Regions from separate parts of the Gossypium arboreum genome. Here region 2 is linked to region 1. Evidence: chromatin contacts called from public Hi-C data. All regions are on one chromosome and are shown on one strand. The core of a region is the stretch at or near the end of the contact, and the rest is flanking DNA. Distances in the headings are between cores, read along the strand shown. Region 1 holds the start of LOC108489486 (protein S-acyltransferase 24-like). Region 2 holds the start of LOC128293838.

Region 1 (6,627 bases), core at 1,038-3,537:
ACTACTAGCAATAAAAACCATAAAATATTACAAAATCCCAAATTAAGCAAAAAAACCTGTAAAGGCCTTCATTACATTAAATTTTCCCCAAATATAAATTAAATCATATGTAAATAGAAAATAGTCTAAGTGGAAAACAGTGTGGTCATCGTTGAGTCCTTCGCTGCTCCGATCCGTCTAGTGCTGAGGATTACTTGAATAGATAAAACAGAAAAGGGCGAGTTTTCGCAAACTCAGTGTATGATCCCCACAGATAAAGCATGCATACAATATACATCAGAATATAGTCTGGGACTGGAGCCCATTACAGAACCAGTCGGGGCCTTAGCCCACTCAGATACATATGCAAAACGGATCATCAAAGTCCTACCCACCAGTCTCTACACACTATCTCTGTCCAACCCTACACACCATGTGGTGATAAAATCAACCCACCCATCTCTACACACTAGGCTGTACCAAAATGCGACAAATAATCAGATAATTACAGCTAAGCTGCTAGATATCAGGCTTAAGAGCCTTTCAGAATACTTTCTCCAATATAACATCAACTCAACCCCGATGCAATGCAACATGCATTAATGGCATGCTAAAATGCAATCTATCAGATTACTCAAATAGTTCAGATTTACATGCTAAGTATCACATGCTTAAATTATACATCACATAATCAGATCACAAAATTAGGGGTCTAAGAAATGCTTACCGACCCTTCAAAATTTCACAGTCGATTTGGGCGACCTGTGCAACCTTACAGAGTTTTCTAGAAAAATAGGCTCGCACGCCCATGTAGCCTACTCGTGTGGCCCACATGGCCTAAATTGGCCTTAGCCGTGTGGATCACACTGCCTGGCCCAAAATTTTTACATGCCAGTGTAGTTCACCCGTGTAGGCCCATACGGCCCAATTAGTAGAGCCCGTGTCTTGTACATGGCCTCACCGGCCATCACATGGCCGTGTCTTATGCGCATGGCCTGGTTCGTCAATCACACGCCCGTGTACTGCCATATGGCCTACCGCACGAGCTACCACATGCTCGTGTGGCTTCGACAGAATCATTTTTTAACTTTTACTGATTCTCGTTTTCTGTGTTTTCGGGTACACACCTGGTTTCATTTGATGCGAATACAGTCCCCAAGCACTCTGAAACTTAGGATTGACCAAGAAGCACGATTTAATAGCCTAAAGGACCCCCAATCGAGATACTTATCAATTGATCAACAATCACTTACCCTCTTTCCCCTCGGTTGATCTTACAAACCAGCCGAAACCTCTTTAAACGAAATACAAAAGAATAGTCTAAATCAATTGAATACCAAGACTTACCGAATACGCAAAATGGTCGTTGACCCAGATAGAAGCAGAACAAAACCAAAATAGGAAAGAAATTGAAGAGAATAGATGTGGGCAAGATGGAAATTCGATAGGGAGAAAGAAGAATCAAAAGTCAGAATTATAGAAATGAGAGAATGTGTCGAATTTTTGCCAAAAAGAATATCTTAATGAACTCCCTACTACCCACAATTCTAACTCCACTTAAACTCCTCTCCACAACCACTCAAAAATAAAGCCAAAGTAGGGAATCGAACTCAGGATCTCTAGCACACTAGACACTCCACTTAGCCACCAAACCAACAAACCCATTCTAATATAAAATTACAAATAATTTAATATAAGCCTTTTAACTAGAGGTTAAGGCTTAATTCAAGAAAAACCCAAAATTTGTCGGATACATAGCTTAAACTTGAGACCTCACACACACACCCAAAACACATAACCATTGAATCAAATACACAATTATGTTAAAAACCCACAGAAACAAATTTATCAAATTTGGGGTGTTACAAATACAAAGTTGATTAATGATGTATATATGAATATCGATAATATTGAATGCTCATAAATATCAGCTATACGAGCTGGAGGGCCAATATAGAAATGTGATAAATCTAGGAATTTGATGTAGAATTCGAACAATAAAATGGAATAATAACTGCCATTATATTGAAATTGGATGTACTGTTGACAACAAAATGAAATGATATGATATAACCTTTATATTGATTAATTGAAGCTTGAATACATTGATACATGTAGTACCATTGAGACTTTTAGTTGTATTTGTGAATTGAAATGTTGATTAGAATGTTGTGAATGATATTGAGTTGTTGATTTTCATGCGATTGGTATTAAAATTATTTGAAATGCTAAAATTTTAAATTATTATATGAATTAGTTAAGTTAAACTCACCTTGTTGGTATAGGGATGTTGAATTTAGACAAGATCATCAAATTGAATAATTTATTGTATAAATTCATAAAATGAGGTAAGTTGCTTTAATAATTGTAAACTTATTAAGCATATGAAATGCTTACACCCTTATTTCTCTTTTCTCTGTAATTTATCAACTTACGAAATATGTCAGGCGAATCGTTGAGAAACTCACACATCTTATTGTTAAATTGGTAAATCTTCTAATCGTTTAAAACATGATTTCGTGACATCTATTTAAGTGATTTGTTGATTTTATAATTTGGTCGGTTTTGTGCAAATATTTCAAATTAGATTTATTTCTCTTTGTGAAACCGGAAGACAACACACCTTCTCAAAATTCCTACGAGTTATTGCTTAGGCAAATTGGCCTTGGCTTCGTCCTGTGCCTTGGCTTCGGCATCATCAGTCAACCCGGCACGGACGCCAAAGCGGAACACCCTCCAATCCCAGCTCCTCTCTTCCTTCTTCCCTCCAAAAACCCTAAATGCTGCCCCCCCCACATTTTTATTTGAAACCGAATTATTGAAAAACAAAGTCAACCCCAGAACATTAAAAAGGAAAAAAAAAATCATTGGTCTTTCTCGATTGTTGGGTCTTTGAGATATGTCGTCGGAGATCGAGGTGGTGGAGGAGGCTGTACCTTTGAAGCAATTGAGTGGCGTTGTAGCGAATGGAAATGAATATGGGGGAGGGCATCATGGGGTTGTTGGTGATGTTGCCGATGATGAGAGCTTGAAGAACGATGTCTATACCGCTGCTGCTTATGGGGATTTGGAGAAACTTCAGAGGTTGGTTGAGTCCGAGGGTTGCTCTCTTTCCGAGCCTGATGGCCTTGGTTACTATGCCCTTCAGTGGGCTGCTTTGAATAATAGAACCGCAGCTGCTCAGTACATCATCGAGGTTTTATTTATTTTTGTTTGGTTATTTTTATGGATTTAATGAATTGCCTTTCCTGTCAGAGTTGGGAGTTTTGTTTCTGATGTTTTGAGTTTGGGATTTATTGAGCTGTTTTTATTTGGTATCCAATTCATGGAGTTTTTTTTTTTCTAAACATTTATTGAATTGGGGTTTAATGGGCTTAGTGAACTCCATTTTTGGGAATGCATGCTTTTGAGTCATGGAAATGACTTTTGAAGTTGTTTGAATTTTAATGTTTAGTTATGTCATGTCACTCTTTAAGTTTTCATTGGATAAATTCAGTTTAATTGAGCAGATTTTGGGTTGTCTTGATATGCTAGCATGGTGGAGATGTGCATGCGGTGGATCATAATGGACAGACAGCCTTGCACTGGAGTGCGGTCCGTGGTGCAGTACAAGTTGCTGAGGTTTTACTCCAAGAGGGTGCTCGTGTTGATGCTGCTGACATCTATGGTTACCAGGTTAGCATTTTCTTCAATGCGGTGCCCAGTATTATATTCTTTCTCATTCAAGAAATTGGCATGGCTCCCCATGGATTTGGGACAATGAAAGCAATGTAAATTATTGTTAAAACAAAGCTAGCTGTTTTAGACATTCTTCTCTGCTGAAGTTGGTTTGTATCTGCATGGGAACTCAGCATTATGTGGTTTCAATAAAACGAGTACATCATATTGATATTTTGAGGCTTAATTTAAAGAAGATATGTTTTTGCTATGCATTTTAGTTAAACCTTATATACTTGCTGGAATCAATATTCCCTCACTTATATTCTGATTTGTCTTGGACGTCAAGGACGCCTATAAGCATAGCATTTCATGCTTTCTTGTTTGCTCTGGGTTGCTAACATGCTAGGTCCCCTTAAATTTTCCCTAGTCCTTGTCCCTGTAATTTTATCCTTTAGGTATCATCTAACATTATGTGCAATTTTGTACAGTTGTTACTTTTTTTTTTTTCACTTTTTTAAAAAAGAAATTTGCTAGAAGTCTAGAACATGAGGCTGGTTTCTATTTCTTAATTTAACACTGAAAACTTTATGCTATTCGTGGTTTACAATTTAATTGTATGACAATAGCCAAATTGATATATTTCTTGCTTTTAATTGTACTTCCAAATGAATGCATGCTTAGTTTTGTAATTTGATGCAGATAACACATGTTGCTGCCCAATATGGTCAGACTTCTTTTCTCTATCATGTTGTTTCGAAATGGAATGCTGACCCTGACCTTCCTGATAACGATGGGCGAAGCCCTTTACACTGGTACATGAGGAGTTCTTCTTACATCTCTCTTATTCATTTGATGGTCTAGGATAAGGCACTACGGTGCTGCTCTTTATTTCGCTATCTAAATATCAGCATTTTATTGGGGGTTGATTTTTTTCCCTTATCTAGCATTAGCATCACATTGTTTTCTATGTTCGATTACTTAGGTACTTCAAATTTCCTTGTAATCAATGATGAACCTTTTTTTTGGTACTTAATGTTAATGATTTATTGTTTGAAACATTTGCTGGTAAGTTTATTTTTGGAATACCTAGTATTAGTTTAATTATAAAAGAGTTTAACTTGCTAGTATGATGTTTACAGTAGTTGTTTTCATTCTGGAAATTTTAAAGAGTGTTTAGATTTTTGTTCACCATTCCTTCTGTTAAATCTCTCTTTGAGTTAATCTTTTTTTTTTTTTTTAATTTAACAAGTTTGCTTACATATTCTGATTATTCTATTTGATTTTCCCTGCAAATTGCTTGATTGTGTGATGAAGTTTACAATTGAGGCCTGTTATTTTTAATTCCAATTTCCTTTCAATATGGACAACTCTAGGGCTGCCTATAAAGGTTTTGCCGATTGCATTCGTCTTCTTTTATTTCTTGATGCACATAGAGGGCGTCAGGACAAGGAGGGTAATTTTCTGATTCTTGGTTTTAAAATGTCATTTCTAATGAATTTCATCCAGTTAATGTAGTGTGATGCTCTGTTAACTATGTTTCATCTTTACATCAGGTTGCACTCCTCTCCATTGGGCAGCTATCAGGGGTAATCTTGAGGCTTGCACAGTCTTAGTACAGGCTGGCAAGATGGAGGACTTGACGGTCACTGATAATAGTGGCCTTACACCTGAACAGCTCGCTTCTGAAAAAAATAACAGACAAGTTGCTTTTTTCCTTGTAGGTTCCATGACATTTTAACTTGGTTAAGAAATATGATTAGTCTTTCATGAATTGTTTGGATATTTATATGTTTGTTTTTCAGTCTTGTACTGTTCAAGCTCTTTCTTGTTAGCAATGACTCATTAATGCCTTGGCTGAATGAATGACATTTCTGGCTTCTTCTACCCCACAAATATTTCTTGTGAACTCTTGATAAAAATTCAAATAATAGATGCTTTATAAGCATTAGATAAATGTCCAAAATGTGTTATTTATTCTTTATATTTCTGGGGACAATTTGAAATGGTTGATGCTTTATGCAGTTGCAAACTCAAAGCATTTTCACTACCTTTATGCTGCGTTTAAGGTTTATGAAGCTGGGAGTTCTCTAGTAACTAATATTTTTGTTCTTGGATAGTCAAACCTTTTACCTTTCTTTGTATAGGTGCAAAATGGGTGTAGCATTTGAAAATTTTGTGACTTCACCATGGAAATATTAGGATGCAATTGTTATTGCTTTTGATTGGTGTTTTTATTTGTTTCAGTAAAGACTGTAGAATTACTTTGTAAGTGCTTAATTTGTCTCCTGGCTATTGGTCTGTTTGATTGTTAAGATGACGTGCTTATGAAATCAGATGAATTATACCCACCTATTTATGTTTCTTACATCTGATTCTGCAGGGAAATGCTAGAAGGCTGCTTGAAAAACGATGTGATGGGAACAGCCGTCTTGGACGATTTACAAGATTAAGACTTGCGCCACTTCTTTGGTGCATTATCTTGCTACTATTAGCGACCTATATTCAATCTGTCATAATGGGTATGTCTTTTGATCTCTTCATGAAAGTTAATTGTGCCCTACATCAAGACAATACCTCTCTCTCTCTATAACCTATTTATTTTTGGGTTTGGACATCTGTTGCAGATGCAAATCTGCCAAAGTTGACGGCTGGATTTAGCTTCATGGCTTGGTTTGGTGTTATCCTGGCATCTACTGGTTTAGTTATGTTTTATAGGTGTAGCAGGTATATTCTGTGATCTGGATGTATTTTATTTCAAAAAGTCTTTTAGGTCATCGTGGCACTTACTACATTGTTTTGGACACTGCTTAGCTATCTGTTAATCAGTTTGTTAAATTTCAGAGTATTCAGCTGTCTGTGGAGACAATTGTTTTTGGAATTATTATATGGCTGGATTTGAGATAAAGGGTTTGTCTGCAAAATTCAATTAGTTTCCTTTTATAGTTTTCTGGAACAATTTTCAGGAGAGATATATGGTCTTTGGCACCT
Region 2 (5,796 bases), core at 296-2,795, 480 kb before region 1:
ATATTAACATAATAGTTAAGGTGATAAACATCACAAGTGTAATTTGAATTTGAGTCTCCTATTATAATTTTTTTTTTTTAAAAACTAAAGGGCCTCAAAATGTAATGCATCATTGCTCCATCATCCAAAGTGATGGTTTAATCTAACACTTGGTCCCGTATAATACTCATCTCTCTTCCTTTTCCCTATATTGTAGCTTCCAAAAAAAAACTGATGGTCTAACAAGTATATAAGAAAAAATAAAACTAATAACACTATTATGTGAAAATTTAAGTTCATTCATAACCCCAAAAAACCTGCAGCATTCCTGTAAGACTGTCCCTAAATTTCCTTCTCCTGAAAAACTTTTGCTTCTTTTTATGTTGGATTTCTTTTTTAATCCCCCCACTCTTAGTTGTGAATTGGAGGTTTTCTCCTAGCTGGAGAATAGTCCATTTCAACAATGTCCATAATGTTGACATAGTGGTGATAGACGTCCGGGTGTTGGGAAGTTGTCGGTGAACCAAGAAGGAATTTCTCTTGCTTCCCACCATTTTCTTCCTCGACGGCTGGTTTGAGTGTTGAAATTGGTATAACTTCGTTTTCTCCCTTCTCTTCTTTCTGTTTACATAAGTCACATGTAAAGGGAAGGGAAGATCTAAACCGTAGCTATGGGAATGTACATGTTAAACTATTAACTCAAAACCAACCTTTGAAATGGTGGAAGATGTAGGAGTTATAGCAGTAGTTGCAGTAAAAAGTTTCCTACCCTTTCCTGCAAAAAAGAATGTTAAAAAAATGAATCTGCTTTAGATTGAGATGTATATGTGTTGGATTTGTTGCACTACAAGACAACATGGACTTTGTCATTGGTTTTTGATTCATAAAACTTTGAATTCTTACACAAATTAAATGCCCCCATAATGCTATAATATGGTCCAGTGAAAGGGAAGTTATTATTCATATATGGTTAGACGAGCTTCTTGGTGGACAAAAGGAATTTGTCAGCTTACATGGCCTTGGTAACGGTTCTTATGAGGGCTTTAAAGAATAATGAAACAACTAGTAAGCCTGGTAGTTAAAATATGGTAAAAAACTAATCCTAGGGAGGAAATTTTAATGGTGCCTTGGCCTGTGCTTCCTAGGTCCACAGTAGTCTTCATGAATGCTTGGTACCCAGTGGTGTGATTTTCTCTTCTTGGTACCTGTACAATGCCCTTGTTTGCAGAGAAGGATATCTCCCATAACTCCATTACTGCTTTTCATCAAAGCACCTTCCTGTATAGGATCATGTCCGGCCGGTTTGAAACTTTTCTCCAAGCGAATCCCTACAAAAGAAACAAGATTAGATGTCAGAATTTAATGATATATAAATATGTAATGGCAATGCAGTAAAGAGGAATTCTTGGCATACCTTGAACGCTAGAAAGGTAAATGATGAACAAGACCATAAGGGAGACTGCTAAGTGGGAAGGCCTCATTTGTGAAGAGATATATGGGATTTATGTGTTTCAGAATTTGGTTTCTCTTTCACTGTCGGTACAAGAACTTGGATGTTAGTCCTTTTGAATTATCGATTACTATGGGAAGTTACCCCCCTTTAATATATGCTATTTGGCTTTTAGGACCCACATGGAAGTTTTCGCAATTTAAATTGGAAAAAGAAAAAAAAAAAGAGACCAATCATTAGGGCACCCAATATACCCCCATTATTCAATAATGGACCATGAGTTGGACTTGTTTTAAGACCCTTTGCTATAGGGGACATAATGGGATACTCTCCACTATGGTGAACTTTTAAATGTCAAAATGAAACCCAACATATTTGTGAAAATTGCCTTAAAGAATGAAAAACAACAAGACTTTTGGGAGATAGCTTGAGGGTTTTGTGAAATCATGTTTTAGACTATTATTTTAAAACCATGCATTAATAACAAAATAAATAAATAAATCTTATTCATATATACACATGGTACAATCCATACTAGAAATTAAATATTAAAATAATAATAATAATAATAGACCATGTGGTATATTAGTTGCTCACAGTATAATAAAAATAATTTTATGTAACAGTTAAATTTATAATGTTTAAAAATATTGTCAGCTAAAGTATTAATAGGTCGCGGATATAAAAAGTGTTGCATTATATTAAATATTATGCAACCATTTATAAATGTTGCATTTTATTGTATTAAGCAACAGACTAGCAATATTGTATTTATATTATTGCTTAAAACTATATTGAAAACCAATATATAGAAAATCGTTCACTTTTTGTGTTGTCTAATATCTCATAATCGTTGCCTTTAATATCATCATTTACAACATATATAATGTTTTTATATAAGAATTGATAGACCTAATTATTTATTAATTAATATGGACACAAAAGTTCAACTATATATTGATACATGTATTAATTATTAAGATGCCAAGTGTAATTTGTATTAGTGGTGTCTATTATGTGTTGAGGTGTATTTTGATTTGAATTTTCTTCAAATATTGTTTTACCTAAATGGAATATCGGGTGGTACTGGTATTGTCCCAGATGGAATATCAGATGGACATGCTTCGTCATTTTCAGTTATGCATAACTTTTTTCAAGTATTATTTTATTTAGTTTAGAACTTGAAAAATGAATTATGATTGTATTGTTTCATTTCTTTTCATTTTGACTTGTATAATGATTTTAATTATTTTCAAAAGGGATAATATTTGATTTTGTGGAGGTAAATAGCCATAAGGATTATTATTTTTTTGTTATTGGTAACATTTTATTAAATATATTATTGAAATTACTTGTTTAAATGTACTTATAGGATGATTGGAATGAAGGAAATGATAACATTGGCACTTAATTAAAATTTTCTAAACATGGGAAATGAGTAGAATTTCGATACTTAGAACTTACTACAATGTTGCTTATCTTCTTTAATTATTTTGGAAAAACATAAAATGTTTCGGACTTCTTTTTTCTTTTGTTTCTTTTCTGTGGGTTTAGAATTTAAAATAATGTTTGTAAATATTAGTATGTCTTGTTCAATGTTTGGACATATTTGAGTTATTAATGTTTACTTGTAGTTATGCTGCAAAATGATACATAAGTGTTGCAGAAAGCCTTGATTTTTAAATAAATGTTTCATTTAATTTATAAATGATTTACTTAAATTATCAATGTAAACATTAAAATAAATCATTATTTAAAAGAAAAAATTTGCCTTTCAGTTTAGGTAACGATCTTATAACATTTTGCAATAAGTGTTAAAAATTTTGCATTTTCTTTCATATAAATGTTACATAAAACACCAAAAGTAATTACTCCTATTTCAGTTAAATTTAAGAAATAATTTTCCAGTTAAACTCTATTTATTTATTGTAATAGGCCAATTTTGGCCCGGACCCAAACTATAAAAATAAAACAAATTTAAACCAAACAAATAAAGTCCCAGTCCATTTACAACTAATTTAAACCAAAAGCTAAACCCAAATTACAAGCCTAAGATAAATTAAAACCCTAGCAACCTAACAAGCCCACAACCTTAACTATTTTCAGGAGACAAAAAAAAAGGCAGAAAACCTAGAGGTGATCATGGGTCGAGCTGGGACGGGCTCAGACAAAATTTTAGGCCCATCTACTAGGCCCGGCCCGAAATATGGGCCTAAAAATTTATCCAAGCCCGACCCCAAATAAAATTGCTAAGCCCGAGCCTGGCCCGGCCCGACCCATATTATTTTTTTTTTTGCTTATTTCATTAAATAAAAATTTTAAAAATATAATAAATCAAATATATTTAAAAACATTAAAACAAATATTAAAACAAATAAAAATGATACTAAAACAATTCTTAAAACAATACAATAAAAAAATGGTTATATTAAAATTTTAAAATGATTAAAAATAAAATAAAAAATATACTAATATATAATTCGGGCCGGGCCGGGCCTGGGCCAAACCCGGGCCAAAAAACTCTTACCCGAGGCCTGGTCCGTTTTTTAAACGGGCCTCATTTTTTGCCTCAACCCATTTTTCGGGCCTATATTTTTACCCGAACCCTCCCATTTTTAGGGGAGGCCTTCGGGCTAGACTGGGCCGCCCAGCCCATGATCAGCTCTAAGAAAACCTTACCCGCATGCCACGTTGGCGCCCCCTCCGCCGCACGCCACCACCGCCGTACGCCTCTGACTTCTCGGCCACCTGCAAAGAGAAACCAACACACAACAGCAAAAAAAAGCAAGACAATACAACATAGAAACAGACAAAAAAAATAGAGACTAAAGGTTGTGTAATCCGACTATAAAAGCCTAAACATTTTATTTGTAACTTCTTTACGAACACCGATTAATTGAAAAGAACTCAAAAGTTGAAAAGAATGTAATTTTTTTTTATTTTACTTTTAAGTTTTTTTTAAATTTTTTTTTATTTTTATATATACGAAAAATAAAAAGAAGAAGAAATGAAAACCTATCCGAATTGCCCCGTGGTCGTGTCGTTGGAGTTCCACTTTCAGTCGCCGAAATTGAACCCAAAAAGGGAAGGGAGAGACCTTCCTCTCTCGATCTTTTGGGCTGAGAAGGCTTAGCCTTCAAATGTGTTTTAAATGGGGCTGAAAAGCCCGTTTTGCGCCGCTCCAACCACCGTCCACGGCGAAAGAGCGGCAGACCAGCAGCAGCACAAGGATGCGTTTAAAACCCTAGCAGAGAAAAGAAAAAGGTGGGGTTCTCTGAATTAAAAAAAAAAAAACAAAATGGCAGAAAATGAAAGAAATTTTTTTGATTTAAATGGAGGCACGAAATGATGCCGTTTTGCACCAAGGTCACCAGCGCCAAAACGGCGTTGTTTAAGGTGACCTACGCGCGACCCAACCTGCTTCAGGCGGATCCGCGTGTTTTCGTTAAATGGGCTATTTACAACCCTGGTCCTTCTGAATTTTTGTTCCTTTTAATTTAGTCCTTTTGATTATTTTTTATTTTTTTAAATTTGACCACAGAATTTTGCTTGGTTTTCAATCGGGTCCCTAACCCATTGACGCGCAAGAAAATGGACACGTGTCCAGGGATTGGATTTTTTACCCATTTGGTCCTCAACCCTTTCGCGCGTTTTGATTTTTGTCCCTATTTTCTTATTTTGCTATAATTTCTACTTTTAATTTCATTTTTATTTCGATTTAATCTCCCATCTGTTTGATTTTAACTTTTTTTTTAATTTTTTATTTATTTATTCATCTTTTATATACATTATTTATTTTAAACGGTTTTATATTTTATTTATTTTAAAATTCTTATATATTAGTTATATTAAATTGTTGTATATTATTTATTTTAAATCGTTTTAGATTATTATTTATTTTAAATTGTTTCATATATTATTTATTTTGAATTGTTTTATATATTATTTTATTTTAAATTGTTTTATATATTTTATTTATTTTAAATTTTTTCCACATATTATTCCTTTAAATTGTTTTATGTATTGTTTATTTTAAATTGCTTTAAATTATTTATTTCAATATGTTTTATACTTTATTTATGTTAAATCATTTTTATATATTGTTTATTTTGAACCATTTTTGTATTATTTATTTTAAAATTTTAATTATTTCATTTATTATCTATTTTAACCTTTTATATTATTTACTCTAAATTGTTTTTGTATATTATTTTACTTTGATCATTAATTGGTATTAAAATGATGTACATTGTATGATTATTGCCATTATATGTACTCATTCATTTATTCGTATTTTCATATTATTGTCATTCATTTGTGTAACATTTTATTCATAAATTATTCTTGCATTTTCTATATTGTCATTC

What was found. Hi-C and Micro-C count contacts between places; a contact is called where the count stands out from the background.
Region 2: a contact with region 1 is called in a Hi-C map of leaf, with 1.8 times the contacts expected there. The contact joins the promoter of LOC128293838 here to the promoter of LOC108489486 in region 1. A contact is called at or near these places in 3 of 5 Hi-C or Micro-C datasets (all in leaf).

Annotation. Positions count from the first base shown.
Region 1 is chr6:134,155,871-134,162,497 of ASM2569848v2, reverse strand. It overlaps LOC108489486 (protein S-acyltransferase 24-like), which reads left to right and starts at 2,287. Exons shown (of 13, transcript XM_053029781.1): 1 at 2,287-3,175; 2 at 3,514-3,654; 3 at 4,339-4,451; 4 at 5,013-5,092; 5 at 5,193-5,356; 6 at 6,020-6,158; 7 at 6,264-6,363. The coding sequence starts at 2,879.
Region 2 is chr6:134,634,646-134,640,441 of ASM2569848v2, reverse strand. LOC128293838 reads right to left here and starts at 1,545. Exons shown (of 4, transcript XM_053029389.1): 1 at 1,394-1,545; 2 at 1,185-1,307; 3 at 690-754; 4 at 391-600. The coding sequence starts at 1,460. The coding sequence ends at 391.